Regions from separate parts of the Mus musculus genome. Here all the other regions are linked to region 1. The links are chromatin contacts, called in public Hi-C and HiChIP or PLAC-seq maps. All regions are on one chromosome and are shown on one strand. The core of a region is the stretch at or near the end of the contact, and the rest is flanking DNA. Distances in the headings are between cores, read along the strand shown.

What was found. HiChIP or PLAC-seq counts read pairs in DNA pulled down with a chosen protein or histone mark. A called contact is a pair of places that touch in the nucleus more often than the background predicts.
Region 2: a RAD21 HiChIP or PLAC-seq map of pro-B cells shows a contact between it and region 1, with 5 times the contacts expected there. The contact joins two enhancer-like sites. A contact is called at or near these places in 3 of 15 datasets of contacts at CTCF or cohesin (the NIH/3T3 cell line, large pre-B cells and pro-B cells), 3 of 484 Hi-C or Micro-C datasets (cortical neurons, large pre-B cells and regulatory T cells) and 1 of 115 datasets of contacts at active chromatin or transcription factors (large pre-B cells).
Region 3: a contact with region 1 is called in a Hi-C map of B cells, with 2.9 times the contacts expected there. The contact joins two enhancer-like sites. A contact is called at or near these places in 2 of 15 datasets of contacts at CTCF or cohesin (large pre-B cells and pro-B cells), 16 of 484 Hi-C or Micro-C datasets (B cells, the BV-2 cell line, the G1E-ER4 cell line and 7 more), 3 of 115 datasets of contacts at active chromatin or transcription factors (large pre-B cells, memory CD8 T cells and pancreatic cancer cells) and 1 of 9 other capture datasets (embryonic stem cells).

The regions. Positions count from the first base shown.
Region 1 is chr5:43,838,796-43,843,849 of GRCm38.p6, forward strand. Bst1 (bone marrow stromal cell antigen 1) reads left to right here. Exons shown (of 9, transcript NM_009763.3): 8 at 1,636-1,695; 9 at 3,202-4,673. The coding sequence ends at 3,307. Among named protein-coding and RNA genes, the nearest start is that of Bst1, 22 kb to the left of the region's middle. Within about 2 kb of position 2,541, at least 86 of the 459 cell types and tissues checked have an H3K27ac peak or open chromatin away from gene starts, as enhancers often do. A contact at or near this core is called in B cells, pro-B cells and regulatory T cells, where this site is marked.
Region 2 is chr5:44,179,600-44,184,653 of GRCm38.p6, forward strand. It overlaps Tapt1 (transmembrane anterior posterior transformation 1), which reads right to left. Exons shown (of 14, transcript NM_173764.3): 11 at 4,982-5,050; 12 at 3,099-3,175. Among named protein-coding and RNA genes, the nearest start is that of Gm42427, 42 kb to the left of the region's middle. Within about 2 kb of position 2,297, at least 79 of the 459 cell types and tissues checked have an H3K27ac peak or open chromatin away from gene starts, as enhancers often do. A contact at or near this core is called in pro-B cells and regulatory T cells, where this site is marked.
Region 3 is chr5:44,158,910-44,163,963 of GRCm38.p6, forward strand. No RefSeq gene overlaps it. Among named protein-coding and RNA genes, the nearest start is that of Gm42427, 21 kb to the left of the region's middle. Within about 2 kb of position 3,117, at least 4 of the 459 cell types and tissues checked have an H3K27ac peak or open chromatin away from gene starts, as enhancers often do. A contact at or near this core is called in B cells, where this site is marked.

The sequences.
Region 1 (5,054 bases), core at 1,291-3,790:
AAACATCTCCCCAGCACTTCCTACTAATGTTCCCACCTGTGTTAAAGTACCATGTGTTAGAAATACTTCTACATGGGCAATTCTTACTGCATTACAGCTCAACGATGAGGACAGATTTCAGTTACCACCACTTTTTTCTGGCCCAAGAACTCTCTAGAAAGGCTCTTTTTTCAATCTCTAGCCAACACTGTAGCAGTCAGGCCAGACCCCAAAGCCCTTTCCCCCATCACAGCTGACTTGGGTCTCAGTTTATGTCCCTCCTCCCTTGTGTGGCGTCCACTTCTTCTGGCTGCTGGCTCTGGGACTCCAAGCTTCACTCAGCTCCTGCAGGCTCCTGTTCTGTGTTGTGGCCTTTCTGTTGCTCCAGGGTAGCAAAGAATCTAAGGTTTGAATATAAATGAAGATCAACCCAAACATAGGTAAGACTCTCCTGACCCTCAGCGTTCAGTGGAATGGCCTTTCGTCTTGAGTCAGCCCAAGTTCACATAAGGGTCTTTGGTGACACTGGCAGAGCCTTATCTCTACACAGACTCTTTCTTCTTGGTTGGTTTCTTCCAATACCACAATGGATCAGACTCCACAAAATTCAAAGTCTGTCTTGGTCAAAAGACAATAACAACCGAATTTATTTCTTTTTAAATATGTTTGGACAGATTGCATCTGTTGACACTCAGGAGGCCAGGGTGGTAGGATCACTAGAGCCCAGAAGTTCAAGAGTAGCCTAGGCATCCTAGTGAGATACTATCTGCAAAACCCACTAGCCATAAAATGTATGTATACAGACTAAACTTCACTGTAAGTAGGCGACTCTAAGCGGGGACTACAGCGCCTGCAGTGCATGCCTGTGTAACTCTTCCATGTCTTCCAATTCTTTCCAGTCATCTGGTCATAGAGGTGTTGTCTTAGTCTGCCTTGTATTTCACGCCTTCTGTGTCACTGTCACCTGCCCCTGCTTCTGTTGCTGCCTTCCTTCCCTCCTGGTTGCCCTGGAACTTCACATTTTCTGCCTCGATTATACTAGGCAATGAGCATTCTCAATTGGGCTATTGCTCACGTGCTTTTCGTTCAACCTTCTGTCCAAGCACACATCAAGGAGTTTTCCTAATAAAGTAGGAGGTGCAGGCAGGAAGGGTCTGGATTAGCCTACCACATTCAAGGATAGATCTCTCACTCACCACTGTTAGAACATAAGGAAAACAGTCAGCTTCATCTGCAGCAAATTGTGGTTGAAAATAGGATCGACTTCATTAGATTGTTGAGGGTCGGATGGTATGACCTAAATAAAACACAGACAATATTTGTGGAACATAGTAAGTGCTGGATAAATGCTACCTGTTGTGAGAAGGGTGCTGAGACAGGGTCACTCTGTATAGCTCTGGCTGTCCTGAAACTTTCTATGAAGACCAGGCTGGCCTCAAACTTACAGAGATTTGCCTGCCTCTGCTTCCCTCTCTAGTGCTGGGACTAAAGGTGTGAGTCACCAGTCCCAGCCTAGCCAGTATTGTTTATAAAGGAGGAAACTGTAGGCTCTTCAAAGATGTGTTTTGTGTTCCAAGCGCTTTGCAACCACATCATAGGTGTTTAACTCGAAGGAGTGATTTGGATAATCTCTTAAGTACGGTTTTTCTTCTGTAGACCAGTGAAGTTCTTAATGTGTGTGGACCACAGCACTCACCCCGACTGTATCATGAACTCGTAAGTAAATGGCCTGAATCAACACAGGTGAACTGTAGTCTGATTGTCCATCCATTTCCTAAATAGCTCACTGCGGAGCAGGTCATTTCTGCACTGTAGCCTCTCAGTCTCTGGTTAAATTGTCGCAAGTTCCACAGACATCTGCCAGCTGAGCTAACTTCCCAGACGGCCCAACACCATACTCTACCTAGCACACTTCAGCAGACAATTCTAGAGGTGGGGCCACAGGGCGACCTTGGACCTTTTCCTTCTTAATCTTAATTTATTTTGTGAAAGATTAATATACATGCTAGAAACAAAGTTTGCGATTATTAAAAGGGTCAGGAGAACAAACACTGTTATTTTTTTATTCTTATATGATCCAGCTTTTTTTTTTTAAAGCTCAGAGTAGGTAGACCATAACTTCTATATTCTTGTGTGTCCTTATAGAGTAAGATATTCCTGTCACAGCACATGTGTGCATTCATACACACACATGGTCATGTACCCACATAACACACATAGATCTCTCATATAAGTTATAATAAATGATAATATAGATAAGATTCTGGGGTTTGTTTTCTTTTTCTCTTAACAGTATGTCTTGGAGATGTTCCTATATTTTTTTAAGGAATTGATTCTAGGGCTAGAGATATGCTGTCCCAGAGGATCTAGGGATGATACCCTACATTCACACGGTGGCTCACAACCATCTTTGACTCTGAAATGTGTCAAACCAACACGTCTAGCATAGACCCAGAAACATAGTGCATAAACTGAATATAGAAATGCAATATAGACATAAACAGAATCAGAACTGCAACTATAGTGAATGTCCAGTAGAGGGCGCCATTGGCTAGTAAAGAAGGGGCTTCAGCTTCCTAAGGAAGTTGGTAAGATACGTGGCCACTAACAAGTCCAGATCGATGGGTCTTGATTCTGAACCAAGATAAGATAGTTTTATTATTTTTTAAATTCACCTTTTAACTGGTTGAAAAGAATTCAGTAATTTCTATTTCAAAAACTCAGAAGGTCAGATCTTATCTAGTTTAAATGAGATTTGGCCAGGGCCTCTGCTCAGTGTTTTAAAGTCAGAACAAGATTTTCTTAATCAGCTAAACTCTGATGATACACTATTCACCAATAAGGAACTTGGCTAACACTCTAGAACATTTGTAAAATAGAAATGCATACACAAGGAAACATGAATTGACTCTGTGTGTGTGCCGGCATGAACTGTGTCCAAGTGCCAAGAGGTGGTGTCAGGCAAAGGAAGCAAATAGCATTCTGTGTGTTTACATAAAGAGGGGTGTGTGTGTGTGTGTGTGTGTGTGTGTGTGTACATGCGTGTGCTGTCTTCCTTGGGAGGACAACTGACATTATTAACTGTGGTTCGATGGGAATAGAGTGATTAAGAATTTTTACTTTCACTTTATGAGCGTTCTGTTCTATCCACACGTTTCTGTGGCGTGCATTGTGATTTTTGTCACACACTCATGTTGTCTCTATTTCTCTTATTCTCTTTAGAGCCTCAGCATCTATGCGGAGGGAGAGCGCATCTCTTCATGCAATAGGAGACGCCAGCCTTCTCATTTCTCTCTTAGTAGCTTTGGCTTCAAGTTCTCAGGCGTGACTAGAAAATCCCCACAGGGTTCTAACAGAAGCCAGCCTTGCAGCAACCCTTGAGTAGTCCACTGTCCTGTGTAAACTAAGGAAACCCACTGTCTCAAGACAAACCCTTCTAGAAAAACAATGTAACCAGACGGTAATCCAGTTGTATTTACACTCATGATTCAAGAAACAAGGCATTCATCTAGTCCTGCTTAGCAGACAGAAGTTGCTACTGTGGAGTTAAAGTTATTATCTCTTATTTGATAATGGTACAAAGCACTGAGACCTGGAGAATAGTTTAATCTTAAATAATTAAATGTATTTATGGAAGCATCTGTATTTTTTATTTTCTGTATTTTCTTGTGTTTCAAATGATACAACACGTGTTTGTTAAGAGCTTCAATTACATGTACAGCATATAAAGGTATACATATATAGATGTTATGCAAAGATGTATATCTAAAGATGTCTATTTAATGGCTACTTATGATAAGGAAATAACCCAAAATGTCAAGCACACACAAGCACACACAGGTTTGGAACTGCTACATAAGGTTTTGTATACCCATAGGATGGAACGTTCATTTGTTAAGTAAATGTCATGTGTGTCACCTGACTGGTGAACAGTTAAGTCAAATGTAGTGCATTCTGTAACTGTAGTGCATTCTGTACTGGGCACTACTGCTCAGCCATCAGCAGGAACTAGTATTGATGTATAGTCATATGAATGGCAATTCCAGTGCATTGTGCTATGGGAAAGAAGCCTGACCAAATGGCTACACACTGCAGATAAAAATACAGAGTTCTGAAAAGGACAAAGCTATGGAGAAAGAGGAATGCGGTGGATTCCAGGATGGGTGGGCGGGGTGCCAGAGGCATGAGGGGGGGAGGGGCTAAGTTAAAGGAGAAGTGAGAAACACCAAGGTGGCATCTCACATAAACTTCTCAAAACTCTCAAAGCTGTGCATCAGAAGGAGTAAATCTCACAGGATGCAAATTTAACATCTTTGTCTTAGGAACATTTCATCACATAAGAAAATGTTAACATGTGTTAGAGATGGGATATAAAACTACTCACAATATGATGCAAGTGTTATGAAATATAATATGAATGTAAGAAATACTATCACATTCCTTATGTGTGTTTATAGCATATGCATACACTGTAAATGAATAAAAGAAAATAACCCCAAGGAGAGTGCAGTTCTCTCTGAATAGGGACTTCACAGCTATTCTGTTTTTGATCTTTGGCTTATTAATATTTTCTGCTTCTTTACAGTATATCAAAGAAAAAAAGGAAACACACTTACCATATGTGTGCAGAAATGTGGTTGAATAGGGAACATTTCCTGAAGAGAATAAAACAAAATTAAATCCTGTCACAGATACATTTGTTCTCTACCTATAGACAGCAGGCATGAGAGTTCCCTGATAGGCAATTTATGGCTTCCTCAGCCTTCCATGCCTTATCACAGGCCTTTGATCCCAGCGCTTGGGAGGTAGGTGCAGGAGAATCTCTGTTAGTTCAAAGCTAATATGGTTGACATAGTTAGTTCTGATTCTTGATTCCTGATTTCTCTTCACTCTTTACCTAACTCCACCCCTTTGGAATCCACACACAAATTTGCTCCATGAGACTCAATCAGGGTAAAGTTTATACTGTGATGCTAGGACCTGACACTTTCTTTTCTTTCTTTTCTTTTCTTTTTTTTTTTTTCAAGACAGGGTTTCTCTGTATAGTCTTGGCTGTCCTGGAACTCACTTTGTAG
Region 2 (5,054 bases), core at 1,047-3,546, 340 kb after region 1:
CACATACATACATACACACACACCATACATAATACATAGTTTTACAAATATTTTTTCTTGTCCATTACTGTTCCTAAGTTATCTTACGAATGCTTTGTGGTATGGGCTATATAACAAAAACTTACTTGTAAGAGCTCCCATTTCTGGACATCTGGATTATTTCTAACATTTTGCTTCTATTAAAAAGTTTGTAATTAAGAAAAGTTAGCTTAATCTTGTACTTTGTTAAAATAAACTGCTAATACCTATAATTACAGTCATGGAAATTCTAGGCCAAAAACTAATACTGTAAAGCATCTGCTATAATTATGGCGAGACAATTTAGAGAGCACAGCATCCCAGTCCCATCTTCTCACACACCATGGGCCCTGACGGACAGCCGTAACATGAGGGAATAGAGGTTGTATTTGGTGCCTGAGATGAGACTGTCAGGAACATGGAATTACAAGCCAGTGAGCATCATCAGTGGCTCAACTTGTGAGTCAATGCAGGAGACACACGAGGATTCTTGCCTGGTCCTCAGGCCTTTCACTAGGGGCTCAGAGCACAGCACAGATGGCTCCATGGAACACGGGTGCAAATCTGCTGTCAGTTCCAGGTCTCCCCAAACTATACCCTTCTTCCTCCCCTGTTTCCGGGGTTTCCAAACTTACCAAACCAATCCCCAATTCCAGTCATCCCTACCCCAGGACCTTCTCTCCCCACCCCTAAAATGTTGCTTCTGTCACAGTAAGTGACAACTCTATTGCCTTCCCTGCTTGAGCCCAGGTTCTGCAGCCGTATCTGAAGTTGCTCCTTTATACTTCGTGCACAGGCAGTGTGCATCCACCTGACACGTCCTGTCCTCCTACTTCGAGCACTGCCATTCCAGCCTTGGTCACCTTTCCCTGGCGGTGCCCACTGCTTCCTGACTCACTGATCCTCTTGTCACACTCCAGACTGTCCTTCACACGGGAGCTGAGTGGCTCTTACAAAAAGCCTTCTTGTGAGACTCTGGAGCTACCTCCCCTGCCAGGGGCCTTCACACAGCCCACTGTCTAGGCTTACACTCTGTACTCAACTCTGCTTGCTTTCTGCTGTGCTCAAAAGCCACCATCTGTCACTCTTCATCTCCTGACACCTCCACATTTTTCTTCACACTGCTCACTACCAAAAGTCTCTAGAGAATATATCTCCTGTCTATTTGCATGCTACAACTTCAGAGATACCAAGGGACAAAACTTGTCTGTCTTCTTTCTGGTCAATCCCTACAGCAGTCTGGAACCTGGCAGCCAAGGCTGCTGAATAGATGGGGAAGGGCAGTGGTGGGCTCGTCTTTCCCCCTACAGCTGACAGGCACACATCCTCTCCGGAGAACTATGCAGAAAGGTTTTCTTTCATGTATGCCATATGAAAGCATTACTTTCCTGACTTATGTTCAAACTATGAGAACAAAGTTAAACAAAGACCAGAGCAAGTAGAAAAAAGGAAACTATGCTAAGAACATCAACAGGCAGGGTGTGGGAGCCTGCACTACGGAAGGAGCATCATGGTTTATTTTGTTGTTAAGAAATATTTTAATATCTATTGTTATGCAGTCTAAGTACAAAGAAATTTCCCTAAATATTGACCCTCAAAAACAACACATAGTTTAAAATTTTAACATTGTCTTCAGTGTGCAGTTGGAACATCTTTGGCATATTAGTAAAAGAAAAGGAGAAAGAACAAAAGGCCAGTGTGACTCCAGTCAAAGGAAGAAACAGCTCAGGGAAAATACTCAAAAAGACTGGAAGAGTCCAGAACATAAAAATAAAAGTCAATTTTCTGAGATGGAAGTTTTAACTCCTACCTGGAAAAGAAAGCATACAGTAAAATTTCTAATATTGTATAATTTAATATAAAAAACTTAATGTCAAATTTAAGAGAGCTGTGTATGGTGGCATGCTGCCAGTAATCCCAGCACTCAGGAGGCAGAGGAAGGAGAATCAGGAGTTCAAAACCAGCCTTTGGTATACAGTGAGCTCAAAGCCAGTCTGAGCTATTCGAGATCCTGTCTCAAAAACAACAAAAGGTGTGCACTGGAGACGTAGTTCAGTTAGCAGAATATGTGCTTAGCATGCAGAGAGTCCCAAGACAATGCTCAACACAGCACACACCAGGTATGGTAGTGCAAACACCTGCAATCTCAGCACTCAATCAGTCACCTGAACAAACACAGCTCTGGAGGAGGGCTGAGACAGGCACTGTGAAACACTCATGACTTGCAATACACAAGGGATATCAAGTGCAGCCCACAGGAGTGACTGTGTCTCAGCTGCTTGTACAGAGGAGTCTTGGGTGCCTGCCACGTGCCCAGCAGTGTGGGTTCCAGGAAGATACACATAACACTCAAATGTGAAACTGGAACCACAGATGGCTTTGGAAACCAGGTTCTACAGGAAGTTAGCGCGCCACAGCCTTTTCCTCTGGTGGTGCTCAGGGCTGTCCTCTCCCACAGACCAGCACTCCTCAAACCCATGCCCATGTATCCCAGCATGTATAAACCAGATCAGTCATGGGTTCCCAATTCCCCTTTGGGCAAAGACATCAAAACTCAGGTAGGCTCCTTACTTTATTTCACTTTTTGAAAAATCAAAAAGTGGCAAAGTAACATTTGACATCATTTTCTTGTTATCATTTATGATTATCATAAATTACTTAAACTGCTTACTTACTGCTTGTATTTCACAACCAGACAGGTATGTAAGCTAGTTGGGACCAAATTTTCAAAAGTTTCAGTTGGCTATAGCCACAAAAACTACATTTTTGTATCAGTTAGGTTAATGTGAACCAAGCCCGGTGTACTGACTATTAGCATGGCAAGTACAAAGGAAAACCAAAGGTGTTGTTAAATATGGAAACTTGACTCTAATGAAAGACTTTTCCTAAAAAGAATCAAGTATGGATGAACTATAAATCTTGAGCAAAAAGACCTTACTATAAACTTTTGATTAAAGATTCAAACTCAAGTACACAGAATAGGAAAACTACCATTGGATGCAATTAGCTTCTATTACATCTTGCAGTCAATACATACTTTACAGTAAAGTCAAAACATAATCAAGAATAGTTGATCTTACCCAAAATAGAAGAGTATGACACAGGCGTAGGACAGGATTCCTTGCACTTTAATTGAGCTTGTTACAACTCTGATGAGCTAGCCAGGAACAAAGCACAACACACAACACACAACACACAAACACAGAGACACAACAGAGCCATAGAGTTATTAGCTGATATTTAAAACTGTCTCTCTCTTAGTTTAACATTTTAGAGCATACCTGCATCTAGGTCCAAGAGGCTGGCTCTAGACTTCCTAACACAAAACACTTCTTCAGTCATCTGTGGTGGACTGGGTTTGCTCAGGCAAGGCCTGCTGTTGCCTGCCCACTCCGGGAAGCCCCAGCAGCCTATCTCATTGACGGCACTTCTACTTACATCTCACAGAGGCACACAGCAGCTGCCATTTGTAAAGTAGAAACTCATTCTGTAAGCTCTGAAGGCGCTCATCCAGGTCTTGCTAGAGATAAAACCAGTTTGAGCAGGTTTTCTCGTTCCTGGTTTTTCCTGTCCACTGTTCGAATTCTTTAAGAGGCCCCAATAACTTGTAGGGAGCATAGAGCAAAGGGAACCTTGAAAGACTTACACTCTTTAAGAAACTAAGCACACAGTTAATTACTTGAAAGCCATGAACTTCTGTCTTTTTGGTTACCTATGGCTGGCACTCCATTTCTTATGTAACAGAAATATAGGCCGAGTAGTGTTATCCCTGGAAGCCTGTTGAATGAGTCTGGTGGGAGCAGCTGAGAGAACAATTTACACATGACAGCTACATGAGTGGCTACACGGAAATGAAGCAGAGGTAACTGGCTGCCTCATCTAGTAGTGTCAAAATTCTACTGTGGTTCCTTGAATATAATTGAATGCTACAAATAAGAACAACAACAGAAGTGAGATATGGGAATGGACTGTCATATGCTTAGTCCAATCTCACTGTGAGAAAAGTACCAGAAAGCCCTCAGCTGTAGCACAGCCTCTAGCACAGAAAGCTACTCTTGCACAATAGCCACTACCATCTAACTCACCCTTCTATTAAAAGTTAGTTGAACAGTCTGGATTTACCTTCATCATTTTTCTAATACCAGGAAAAACAAGTAGAAAAACTTGACATTCTATTTTTTTCAGTTTAACTTTTACTAGATAACCTTTAAAATCTAAGTTTCTTCAAAATTTTAGGTAGCCTTTTCCTAAAGAAAAGAAATCTGTATTGCTATATAATAAGTGACTAAAACCATAACAATGTTTAGGGTATACTATTTGTTAAGCTGCTGAAATTTTACATTAAGCCTATCACCATTCACCATCTAAAACTGTTGGGCAAACCAATCTAAACATACTTGCTGTGACTTCTAGCTTTCTTGTACATATATTAGCTGACCTGTACACACTTGCTTTCAGGCCTTCTGATAAAAACAGCTCTACTTGTTTTGGGGCTGAATCCTGTAGTGTAGAGGGGCAGTCAGACCCTCCTTAAGCACACTGCAATGCTCGGTTTGGCTCACCACTCACTGTGCCCTCTGCATTGACTTCCTCAGCACAGGACTCATGGCATCTAGCACATCAGTCTTGAAGTACCCTCTAGAAACAGCATCAGTTATTTGGCCACCTCCATGCTCCAGGCACCACAACACAATGGCCACCTCTGGGATTACCCATTAGAGAAGACAATTGTTTGCCCAGTGAATAGGCAAGAGAGCAGCCTCCATGTTAGGAAAGCTACCTGGACAAGCAGTCCCATGATGGCACTTTCCCTCTGCGAAGCTCAAAACTGAAAGGATGCATTTAGAACTTAAGACAAACTTTTCTTTCTGGTTACTTATCAATTCTTAAATTAAGCTGAAACAAAGTTCCTGGTGTTTTAGGATGGCCATGTCCTGACAAGAAGAGAGAAGCATGGACTTACTAAGACAGCTAGCGGGAGAGGAATAAACCCCATCCTCCGTGCCACCGAGTCACTGTAGTCTGTGTATGCCTGC
Region 3 (5,054 bases), core at 1,867-4,366, 320 kb after region 1:
TGTTGTGAAATGGATTCTGGCCATTATTGCATAGCTTTGTGAATATCCTAGGAGATCTTGAATGTACACTCTGCATGGATGCTTTATATGGTATGAGATGTAATCAATGAAACTATTATAAAAATCATAAAACATATCTACACAGTAACTTTCACACAGATGCTGACAACAGCTTCGTTCTTTTTAAAAATTAATTAATTAATTAAATTAATTTTCCTCAACTTCCCCTCCCTCAGCAACAGCTTTATTCTTAATTATCAAATCTTTAAAACAACTAAGATGATTTCTGGACATAAGGTGTCTACAACATGTGGCATTTCATTTAATACTAATAAGTCATAAAAAGACATGAATGGACCTCAAATACATGCCTCTAAGTGAAAGAAGAAAACCTGCAAAGGTTTTGTTGTATATGATCCCTGTTGACATTCTGAGAAAATCCCCGTTCTGGAAAAGGCAACACCATGGAGACAGTAAAAAGAAGTATGTCCAGGGATTAGGGAGGAGGGAGTGGACAGGTGGAACACAGCAGGCTTTTGGAGAAGGGAAGGTATTTTATGCAATGTAGCATCCATGGACACGTAGCACTAAATATCCCTTAAAACCTAAAGAAGCTACACCCCCAAGGGTGAGCTCTAATGACCACTATAGAGTCTGAGTGAGGTGAGCTTACCTGTCAGGCTTGTTGGTAGGTAGCAGTGTGGTGGGTTAGGGAATAGCAGTGGTTATAGAGGTGAGGCTCATGGAAAGTAGAAGACAGACGGGACTCTTAATAGTTCGTGTTCAATGTTGACATGAAGCTCAGACTAAACAGCCTTTTTAAAAAAATCATAGATAGGGGGAAAAATCACTTAGCATCCTGACTGTGTACACTTACAAGATCATTCAACAGTGTGACTTGTGGTGAGGTCTCTGTGGATACCAGAGTTGGCTAAGTAACAATCCCTGTGAGGCAAGAAGGAAATCCAGTTCAGCATGAGTCAGTAACTGGTGTTGGTTCAAACTCCTAGAGTCTGATACCAGACAGTTTATTGTAGGCATATTTAAGTATAGTACAATTGTACAAAAAAAAAAAAAAGTTTTCTGGTGTAATGTAACCCCATGTGTACAAGAAAGCATAATTACAGTGAGACTCTTCTCAAAGTACACGTCACTTTTTCCATGAAGACTGGTTCTACAGATAGGTTGCATGTGTTATCTTAAGGACCTAGGGGAGGATTTGGTATGGTCTCAGTCATACAGACAATACAAAGGTCATTTAGCCTATCATCTATCTCCAGTCCTAGTTGTGGGAGTTTTGAGGAGCCAGGTTATGGCCTGGCCCCACAGATAGCACAGGGGTTACCTAGACTATTAGCCAACTCCATTCTCAGCCTTCTGGGCGGAAAACAGGTTATACATCTTTTCCTTTGAAAAGACAACCCTGTGTGTTCGACATTGTGGTTTCCCTGGTGATATCTGTGATTACAAGGACCTTTGTACTTCTAACAGTGACCAATATTCTTGGTGGTTTTGTAAGATTTCCTTTTTTGTATAATTTTAAATGCAGTTCCTTCTTCCATTAAACAACACATTTAAACATTTTTTCTATGCCAAAAAAGATTTCCCTGTGTTTAAAAACAGCAGCATGGAACTGTATGCTATGGAGGCTCTCTAATTTATCTGAACATCTCACATTTTAAAAGGCACTACAGTTTGTGCTTTTATGAGCATAAGTGCTCTTTTTGAGCACTATGAAAAACATCCCTTGTCCTCAGAATTGATTCTTAACCACAATAAAGGGACAACTTTATATTGGATGCTTAATAATGGTTTGTGACTGAACCAACTGTCTTGCAGATGTTGCCTCAATTGATGCTCAGAGGCCCTAAATTCTCCGTTGTTATCATTAGTCCCACTTTTTCAGATGAAGTCACAGACACTTGGAGATCTTGATTTCCCGAGGGCATTGGTAAAAAGTCGAAGCTTTAACTAAATTTAAGATGACCTGATTTTAAAACTTGAGCTGCTACTCTGCACCATTAGATATATTGAGTTCGCTTATAGATCTTTAATTTTTAAAAACTTTTCTGCAAATAGCTCTTCAGGAGAGTCATAATCATTTATTGTCACTCTCAAAAATATAAGCATTATACTTTCTTTTTATCTGCCCCCTCCACTACCTTCCCTTTCCCATCTTTCTCATCTGTCTCCCTTCCCTCTCTTTAAACCCAACTGCCCCTTCTTCTGCTTTTGTGACACACATATTTCAATAACCTCTCCTTTGCTCCTCCCTGCCCCGATTAACAGAAGACCTGGAGCTGTCAAACTGCTAGGGGGAAAAAGGCACCCTTGAAGATGCACACAGAAAAGGGTCTATTTGAAAGGGATTCCAATAAGCCAGAGAGCAAAGCTAAGACTTGACAAATGGGATTTCATGAGATTTAAACACACAGCAAAGCAAGAAATCAACATACTGAAGAGGAAGCCTACAGAATTGGAGAGTCTTTGCCAGCCATACATCTGACAGGTTTATCTCTAAAGTCTAGAAAAGTTGTTCAAAAATTAAATGCTAATGAGAATGAAAGGAAAGAAGAAACCTTTATACACTGCTGGTAGGAATGTAAAATAGTGTAACTGTTATGGAAATCAGTATGGAGATTCCTCAAAAATTTTTTTTGAGTTACCATAGCTCTAGCTAAACAATTAAGGGTATATGCCTGAAGAACCTCAAGTCAACACAGCACAGAGATACTTGCACACTCACAATATTATTGCAGTTTTCACACTAGCTAAGATACAGAACCAGGGGTCCCATCCATAAATGGTTAGGCAAAGAAGACATTGTACAAACACATAGTGGAATTTTTTCCAGCTACAGAAAGTGATATGTTTTTATTTGCAGGAAAATGGAGAAGACTTAAACAGTGTTATGCTAAGTGAAACAAGCCAGACTCAGACAAATAATGTCTATCTCCTCTCACATGCAGGATCTAGATTTAAATATGTACGCATGTATACACACGTGAATGTATATGGCTAGAACATAAGGTGCACAGATGACTATGTGACGGGAGGAGCTGGTCAGTTGCTTTAAACCACCAAACATTTATGTGTAGTAAAACATTATTCAGATCCAAGGGTGTGAGCTATATCTCCCTTCCCAGAAACCTATGAAGTCACCAGTCACAGCAGACTCAGGCCTTAGCTATGCTGGCTGTCACCTTTCAAATGGTAGATGGTAGGTAACAAAGAGGTCATTTCTAGATGCCCTGAAGGAGGAGCCTGGTCCACAGCTGACCAGCATCTCAGAGACCTGCCCCCACCAAGGGCTTCTCTTTTGAAGTGCCACCTGGCAAACCCTATTGGTCCCTAGGCCCCACTTTCAATGCTCTTAAGATCCTGCATTCTCATCTCCCCCATAACTATGCTACCCCTGGTTTTCTAATGTGTTTATAGATTCCTTGTAGAGTACAAGGGCGTAGATTAGTAGTTCTCAACCTTCCCAATGCTGGGACCCTTTAATACAGTTCCTTGATCCCAACCATAAAATTATTTTAATTGCTACTTCATAATTTTGCTACTACTATGAATCTTACTGTAAATGCCTATATTTTCTGATGGTCTTAAGCAGCCCCCATGAAAGAGTCAGTAGACTCCAAAGGGCTTGCGACCCCCAGGTTGAGAACCACCCATGCAGATCATTCACTAGGCCTTTCAGATCTTGACTTTTAGGGGCCTGGAGATAGGAAACATGAGTTGTGAGAATACTCTAGGCTTTCCTGCCAGCCTGTGGAGTTCTCTAGACCTCCAGCCCCAGCAGGGCTCCCTCATAAACATAGATAGGGGAAAGCAGTCTGGAGATTTCACCACTTATACCCAGACCAATACAAAAGCAGTGGCTGCCTTCTTTCCCGAGGACTTCTAGGTATGCTCAACTGCCCAGAGAGCCCAAACAGCTGCTCTCATGATGGTTTGAGTCGTTGCTTTACCAAGGGCTCTACAGTTCTCACAGATGCTGAGGGCATCAGTGGAGATGCCACCTGCTGTCTTCAGTTCCTAATATCAGGCGGTAGAGGTGAACATGGGGAGGATACGTGCTGTAAACAAGCCCGTTCCACCAACCTGCTTTTCAGCAACTCAGCTTACATCATCACTCGCTGCATCCACTGGGGGCACATTTCCCCTGTCACTATGAGTTGCACGTACCCCTTTTAAAAGGTCCTAGCCAACCCAGATGGCTCTCTGTCTTATTCATTCTCTATGTCTCTCAGACTCTCTGTCCATCTGTCTCTATCGCTCATGTCCCCACTCTGAGATGGCATTTTTCTCCCCACGCCGCAATAAACCTCTTGGGTTAGATCCATTGTGAGGCATGACCAGCACCATAACTCGGCCCTGGACCTGCTGAAGGTACCCCATCTGCTTTATCCCAAGAGTGCATCTGGAGGAAAATCAGGCCTCATGTTTCTCCATCTTCCGTCTCATGAAGTTGTTCCACTATAGGCTTGAACTAAAAACCCACCTTTTTTATTGTCATTCTCTTTTATGTGTCTTTAAAAAAAATTATTTTTTCACTATGTACAGTGTTCTGTCTGCATGTATGCCTGGAGACCAGAAGAGGGCACTAGATCTCATTATAGATGGTTATGAACCCCCATGCCATGCTTCTAGCTTTTATGTGTCACCTTGTGTGACTAGTTGTCATATTTTAGACTGTAGGAGTCTTGCTTAGTCTCCTGCTGGAGAGGACAGGCTAGATTGTACAGTTGTTACTTGGAAGGAAAAACTGCCAGACAACACGAGTGTTGGTTCTTCTCGGGAACAGCCAGAGCTCATTATTTCTAAGTGTGTCCCATCTGTAGTGATGCTTGAGAAAGTCAGCAGTCCAGGAGTTTTCCTGAGGAGACGTTGCTTCAGTCTGGGCTCGGTTTATGCTTCCATTCACAGGAGCTGGCCCCTTCTTAATCACTATTTTGTGGTTCATACCACTCCCATCTTGTAATGTTGCTTCTGACCTTGAAGGGAGCAATGTCACCACCCTATACAGTCTGCCACTGGCATCAGGCAAACTG